2 separate regions of the Mus musculus genome follow, and region 1 is linked to region 2. The links are chromatin contacts, called in public HiChIP or PLAC-seq maps. All regions are on one chromosome and are shown on one strand. Each heading gives the region's core, a stretch centred on a gene start, on an enhancer-like site or on the middle of the called end of the contact. The rest is flanking DNA. Distances are from core to core; before and after follow the strand shown. Region 1 overlaps Cinp (cyclin-dependent kinase 2 interacting protein). Region 2 overlaps Ppp2r5c (protein phosphatase 2, regulatory subunit B', gamma).

Region 1 (3,354 bases), core at 316-2,815, 350 kb after region 2:
GTACACTGTAGTTGTTTTCAGACAGACACCCTAGAAGAGGGAGTCAGATCTCATTACGGATGTTTGTGAGCCACCATGTGGTTGCTGGGATTTGAACTCAGGAAGAGCAGTCAGTGCTCTTGGCTGAGCCACCTCTCCAGCCCTACTCTCTCTCTCTTTTTTTTTTAAAGATTTATTTATTTATTATATGTAAGTACACTGTAGCTGTCTTCAGACACTCCAGAAGAGGGAGTCAGATCTCGTTACGGATGGTTGTGAGCCACCATGTGTTTGCTGTGATTTGAACTCTGGACCTTCGGAAGAGCAGTCGGGTGCTCTTACCCACTGAGCCATCTCACCAGCCCCCTACTCTCTTTTTTTAAAGATAGAATCTTTTTAAAAGATAAGTAGTCCTAGATAGCTAGAACTGCTTTATCATGTAGATCAGCCTTGAACTCCACTGCCTCTGCCTCCCCGTGCTGGGATTAAAGGTGTGCGCCACCACCGCCCGGCACATGTGCCCATTCTTATATACACACAAATAAATGTAAAATAAATACAAAGTTATGTATGCTACATGCTATTTAGATCTGTACATAAAGTTATAAAGAGATTGACTCAGGAGAAAGGGTTGAGTCTGTGATACAATTATCTTTCAGGAATGTGGGAACTTGTGTGTACTGCTGCCTGCTGGGTATCCCTCCCACCCTCCATTTCATTTATTTCGCTTGGTTGCTATTTGGTTCTTGTTGAAATAGATTTACTACACTAGGCTAACCCTGAACACCCAGCACTCCTCCTGCCTTGATCTCTTTGAGTGCTGGGATTCCGTGTGTACACTATGGCCCCTGGCTTATTTCCATTTTGTGGCAGGAGCCAACTGTGTCGCCCAAGCTGGTTTTCCTGCTTCAGCCTCCCTGAGGAGGTGGAGCCACAGATGAGTACCACTGCACCCAAGTCATTTCATGTCCCTTTTTCTTTGTGTACGTGGCTATTTTGCCTGCATATTTGTCTGTATGCCACTTGTGTGTCTGTTGTCCATGGGGTCCAGAGGAAGTGCTATCCTGGAATTACAGATGATTGTGAGCTGCCTGTGGGTGCTGGGAAACAAGCCTGGAGCTTCTGGAAAAGCAGCCACTGTTCTGAACAGCTAAGCTTTCTTTCTCCAGACTGTATTTGCTGTTGTCTTTTAGATTTATTAATTTTAGGTGTGTGAGTCTTTTGCCTGCATGTATGCATGTGCATCACATAGCTGCACCACCTGAAGAGGCCAGAAAAGGGCATCGGGTCCGCCGAAACTGAAGTTACAGACAGTTGTAAGCCTCCGTGTGGGTGCTGAGAATCTCTGCAAGTGTTCTTAACCACTGAGCCACCTCTCCAGCCTCTATTCATTCTGAGACAGGGACTTATGCAGGCCCAGGCAGACCTCAGACTCACTACGTAATGGAGATGGCCTTCAGCTTCTTTTTCTGCCTACACCTGTGTGCCACCCCCTGTGGCTTCGCTTTATTTCTAAAAGAAGACAAAGTAGGGGTGGGGCGACTTGAGAAATGACTCAGTGGAGTACTTTCCACTGGGTGGCAGTGCAGCGCACCTTTAATTCCAGCACCTGGGAAGCAGGGGCACTGGATCTCTGAGTTTGGGGACAGCTGGGTCTACTGAGTGAGTTCCAGGACTGCACACAGAAAGCCTGCCTCAGAAAACAAAACCTTAGAGCCGGGCAGTGGTGGCGCACGCCTTTAATCCCAGCACTCGGGAGGCAGAGGCAGGCAGATTTCTAAGTTCGAGGCCAGCCTGGGCTATAGAGTGAGTTCCAGGACAGCCAGGGCTACCCAGAGAGACCCTGTCTCAAAAAACCAAAAGAAAACAAACAAACAAACAAACAAACAAAACTTTCTACTATAGAAGGAAATGGGTTCAGTTCCCAGCACCCACATGGCAGCTCATAGCTGTCTGTATCTACAGCTATATACAGGATCTTATGCTTTCTTCAGGTCTCTGTGGGTACTGCATACACAGAGCACACATACAGATAGACAGACCAGTGGTCATACACACAGATTAAAAATAAATATTGAGAAAATAAAGAGAAAAGAACAGGGCAGTGGTGGCGCACACCTTTAATCCCAGCACTCGGGAGGCAGAGGCAGGCGGATTTCTGAGTTCAAGGCCAGCCTGGTCTACAAAGTGAGTCCCAGGACAGCGAAGGCTATACAGAGAAACCCTGTCTCGAAAAACTAAAAAAGAATGGGCACGTGTATACCATGATTGTGCCCATGGAGGACAACTTGCAGAAGTTTGGTTGTCTCCTTCCACCATCTAGGCTGTGGGGACTGAACTCAGTCACTAGGTTGTAGAGAGCCATGCTGCAAGCAATCGCGTGCGTGCCCTGAGCAATCGCCATTATAAGATGGCGCTGGCTTCCACTGCACCTAACTAGTAAACAAGCCTTATGCGCAAGTGCAAGAGTGAACTCACTAGTCACTGCCCATCTCGCGGCGTAGTAATGGGGTGATGGGCGAGCAACGAGAATCAGGAGCTGTCACGCCACATCAGGTGCTGAAACGTCACACAGCGCCATTTTCCCCCGGTTCGGGGTCTTCCCTCCTGATAAGTAAGGAATAAAAGCTTTGCCGCAGAAGATTCCGGTTGTCCTGAGTGTGTTCTTGCCGGCGGGGACAAAAGCTCGGGATACTAGGTTTGGTGGTAAACACCTTAGCCCTCTCTAGCTCAAGGCATCAAACTTGTAATCCCGGGTCTCTGCGGTCTTTTCCCGGGTCCCACCCATGTGTAGCACAGCAGTCGGCATGCCTTTGCACACGTGCAGGGTTACTTTGCTACACTCTTGGCTTTCCTTTGTTTACACCAGGAAATTCTTACTCTCTGACTGTTCTCTCAGTGGGTAGAGGTGACAGACAGTACAGAGCACGGGAACCACACATGTACTTACAGCAAGCTGACTTTCAGGTTGGCAATACTGCTCGCTGTGGTGAAGCCCTTGTCACTGAGGCTGTCCCATTTCAGGATTAAGTTATGCCAGTCAGCAGCATTGTCCTTAAGTTTCCTCGCACTGACTGATAAGACAGGTTTTCTTGGTGTTGCGATCCCAAGAGTCTTTGCTAATAGAGAGCAAGAGAAACAGTTAAGGAACACATGATCACAGGCTCCACAGGAAAGTGGTCTGATATGCCTCACTGACCGGAGAAATCAATGTCCCAGAAACTAAGAGGCTCTTCACAGCTCAGGACTCCACAAACACTTCTCTCACACACTCTGTCTACTTTTCTTTTTTGGGGACAGGGTCTCAAATGTAGCTCTGGCTAGCCTTAAACTTACAGAGATTATCCCACCTATTCCTACAGGACTGGGATCAAA
Region 2 (3,338 bases), core at 758-3,257:
CCACTTGCCCGAATTGTCTTCATAATTACAAATGTGGGTGAGTTCCGGGGGGTTAGAACCTGGAGCTTGTGACTGGACTGTAAACTGCCAATCTCCCCTTAGCTTTATGCATATTTAACTATTTAACATAAAAAGTTTCTTTTGCAATATCAGAGCATTACCATAATTTTGGAAGGCAAGACCAATTTTTAACAGTGTAAACAATCCAGTCTCTCTAAAATCAATACCAAGTGCATTATTTTCATGTTACAAAGTTTGGCTGCCAGTTATTGTAAATGAATGTGCGACAGTGCAGCTTTCAATTTTTAATACCTCATTAAAGAAACATTGTTTTAAATCCTATCTTTTATAAGTCTGACTTCTAGATCAAAGAATTACATAAAATATTATTCCAATTTAGAGGCATCTTTAGAGCCCTGTTTCCCTAGGTTGGCTCATGCCATGTGTTGTTGCTAGAATGACTCCAACCCTGAGTTACCAGTTTTTGTTTGTTTGGTGTTTGTTTGTTTGTTTGTTTGTTTCGAGACAGGGTTTCTCTGTGCAGCCCTGGCTGTCCTGGAACTCACTTTGTAGACCAGGCTGGCCTCGAACTCAGAAATCCACCTGCCTCTGCCTCCCGAGTGCTGGGATTAAAGGCGTGCGCCACTATGCCCGACTGAGTTACCAGTTTTAAGCCAATTTTGGGTTACCAACATTACAAATTTTTAACCATACCCAAAAACTTATATGCCAATAATCTATAACCAACACATGCAGAACATATTTATACAGTTAAAACCAGTCAGAAGCCAGGCGTGGTGGGCACGCCTTTAATCCCAGCACTTGGGAAGCAGAGGCAGGTGAATTTCTGAGTTCGAGGACAGCCTGGTCTACAAAGTGAGTTCCAGGACAGCCAGGGCTACACAGAGAAACCCTGCCTCGAAAAAACCAAAAAACAAACAAACAAACAAAAAAAAAACAGTCAGAAACAAACATGAAGTGGTTATATACATTTACATAGTTAGACTAGACAGACAAATTTTTCTTACTTTTTCTAGCTGTAATTTCATGGGAGGAGCACCCTGCCACCTGCTGAACCCAAATGTTCCAGCAGATAAAGTTTTAACCATTTTTTCTTTTGAATATGAAACACAAAGCAACAGTCAGGCAACAAAACAAAGCCACAGACATAAACTGACAGACATGGACAGACTGACACACCGAGGACAAACAATAGACAGAGGGAAGAGAACTGGATGTCCCACCAAAGGAACCCAGATCCAGGACTAGGCATCCCCCAGTGGGAGCCAGAGAGGAAGCAAGCTATCTCCTGAACTCCTCTTGTCCCTAGCGTACCTCTAAGCATTTGTGCAAAAAGCATTTTACTAGCCCTGTCCCATTTCACAGACTTTACTCACTGCTGGCCCAGATTTTTGTATTTTCCTTTGTGTGAGCTTCCTCTTCTGCCATGCCCTTCACTGAACCCCTCGTATTCGAGCCTCAACATTGAGGGCACCACCTGACCAACCCAGCTCAGTCAGTCAGCAAGGTCTCAAGGGAAGGAGTGAGGCTTAAAGAGAGAAAAGACAATTCAACAACATTGTAGCATGACTCCAGCAAGTACTGAAGCAAATTTATTTTTTCCCAGCCTGCTTTTGTACCATTCTAAGTACATGCAAAGAATAAGGTCAGTTCTTGGTCAAGGACAAACCAGGCATAAACAAAGGTCCCATGGTCACTATATTTGGGGACTTATCAAGATGATCAAGATACAAAGAGTATGTATGTTCCTCAGCTGTATTTTTCTTGAGCTTACTTCCTTGTCTTAGCCCAATGTCAGATCTTCTTGCGAATTTCCTTGAAGCAGCCCCAGGGTCTCTGGTTCCCTGGGGATGCCAAGAGCTCTCCACAGCAGGTTTCCCGGTTCCCCGGGGATGCCCTGACACACTCGGTGTTCGCTGCCACCTAGGTTGCTGGCAGGTGTACCTGTCACAGGGTCAGCAGAGACTGCGGCTTCCTTCTGGGCTCAGGCCTGGGTCACAGTGACGTGGCTGAATGTGCTGAGCTCAGGGTTGTTGGTTGCATGGACCTGTCGCCGTTCGTTCCTTTTTATAGAAAAGAGGAGAGAGTTTGAGATCAGCCAGCATGCCAAGTGCACTGCTCCTCCTGTGGGAAGACAAGGTGAAGAGACAGCCCCAGCATTTGTCACTGTGGCTCCTGCATAAACGTGGTGGCTGGAGATCTGGGCCTGCAGCATTGCTTCTGCTGTCACAGTCAGGTCTGCTGCCCAAAGACTGACGGAGATGGAAAAGCAGTTGGAAGCACTGCCATTTTAACCATTCCTACCCTAAATTTCTTAATTTATGTAAAAATGGAGCAGAGCCCTTCTGAGAGTAAATTCCCTAAGAGGAAAGTTGAGGTCCTGAATTGCTGAATTCATGGGACACTACTTTCTCTAAAGCCTTGGACACAGGAAGGGAGGCCTTGTGGGCAGAAAGAGGTCTGGCTAGGGCACTGTTTGGATAGATTGGCTGGCTCAGGAGCCCTTCGCAGCACATGGAGCTCTGGGGTTACCCAGACACCTGTGCTGGATCACTAACCAGAACACAGCTCAGTGTACTCAGTGAGTCAGGAAACATACACTGCATCCCTTCTGAACTCCCGAGGCACCCTGTTACCTGAGGGCGCTTGCACTGAAAATGGTAATATGGTCTCAGCCCTCCCAGAGACTGCCTGGACGTGTCTGAGGGACAAGACCAGACAGTAGTAGCAGCAGTCAGAGCTGAGAGCTGCACAGGCAGCCTGACCACTGTTACTGTCTAGAGGATGAGCTGATCCGCCCAGAGTCAGAGAGTGGGGCAGGGTGGTGCCCGGCAGGGGCCGTGCTCCAAGGACCCCAGGAGCAAAAAGACTTAGGTTGGGTGGAGTGTGGCTAGAGTCCTGACCCTGGAAACCTAATGGTTGTGAGAGAGTGCACACTGCCCCTTCACTCTGGCTGCCTGCTGAGAACATGTAGGAAGAGCTTTGCCATGGTGGGTGGGGGTTGCCGTGGGACAGGCTGGCTGACAGACATGCCCCAGCATGACAGATAGGTAGTGGAGTAAGCTACTTAGCTGGGACAGCTGAGAGAAATGGGCAGGTGTGGGTGGTGTTAGGGTAGGAACAAGATGTGGTTTGATTTGATTTGAGATGTGCAGAGAGAGAGGCTACTGTCCAGTTCTAGGTGCAGATGCCCCAGTCACTATTGTACTGTGTGCTCAAAGGAGAGTGTTGGACATCCGAGGATAGCCCAGACTTGATCCACAGACTCTCAGGGACAGCTTTCTCTCTGCCCCATATCCCATGCTCAGTATGAAGCT

What was found. HiChIP or PLAC-seq counts read pairs in DNA pulled down with a chosen protein or histone mark.
Region 1: an H3K27ac HiChIP or PLAC-seq map of epiblast stem cells shows a contact between it and region 2. The contact joins two enhancer-like sites. A contact is called at or near these places in 2 of 115 datasets of contacts at active chromatin or transcription factors (bone marrow-derived macrophages and epiblast stem cells) and 1 of 9 other capture datasets (liver).

The regions. Positions count from the first base shown.
Region 1 is chr12:110,880,961-110,884,314 of GRCm38.p6, forward strand. Cinp (cyclin-dependent kinase 2 interacting protein) reads right to left here. Exons shown (of 5, transcript NM_026048.4): 2 at 2,930-3,098. Among named protein-coding and RNA genes, the nearest start is that of Cinp, 6.5 kb to the right of the region's middle. Within about 2 kb of position 1,566, at least 5 of the 459 cell types and tissues checked have an H3K27ac peak or open chromatin away from gene starts, as enhancers often do. A contact at or near this core is called in epiblast stem cells, where this site is marked.
Region 2 is chr12:110,530,259-110,533,596 of GRCm38.p6, forward strand. The region is part of intron 4 of Ppp2r5c (protein phosphatase 2, regulatory subunit B', gamma); the gene reads left to right. Among named protein-coding and RNA genes, the nearest start is that of Gm19605, 46 kb to the left of the region's middle. Within about 2 kb of position 2,008, at least 38 of the 459 cell types and tissues checked have an H3K27ac peak or open chromatin away from gene starts, as enhancers often do. A contact at or near this core is called in epiblast stem cells, where this site is marked.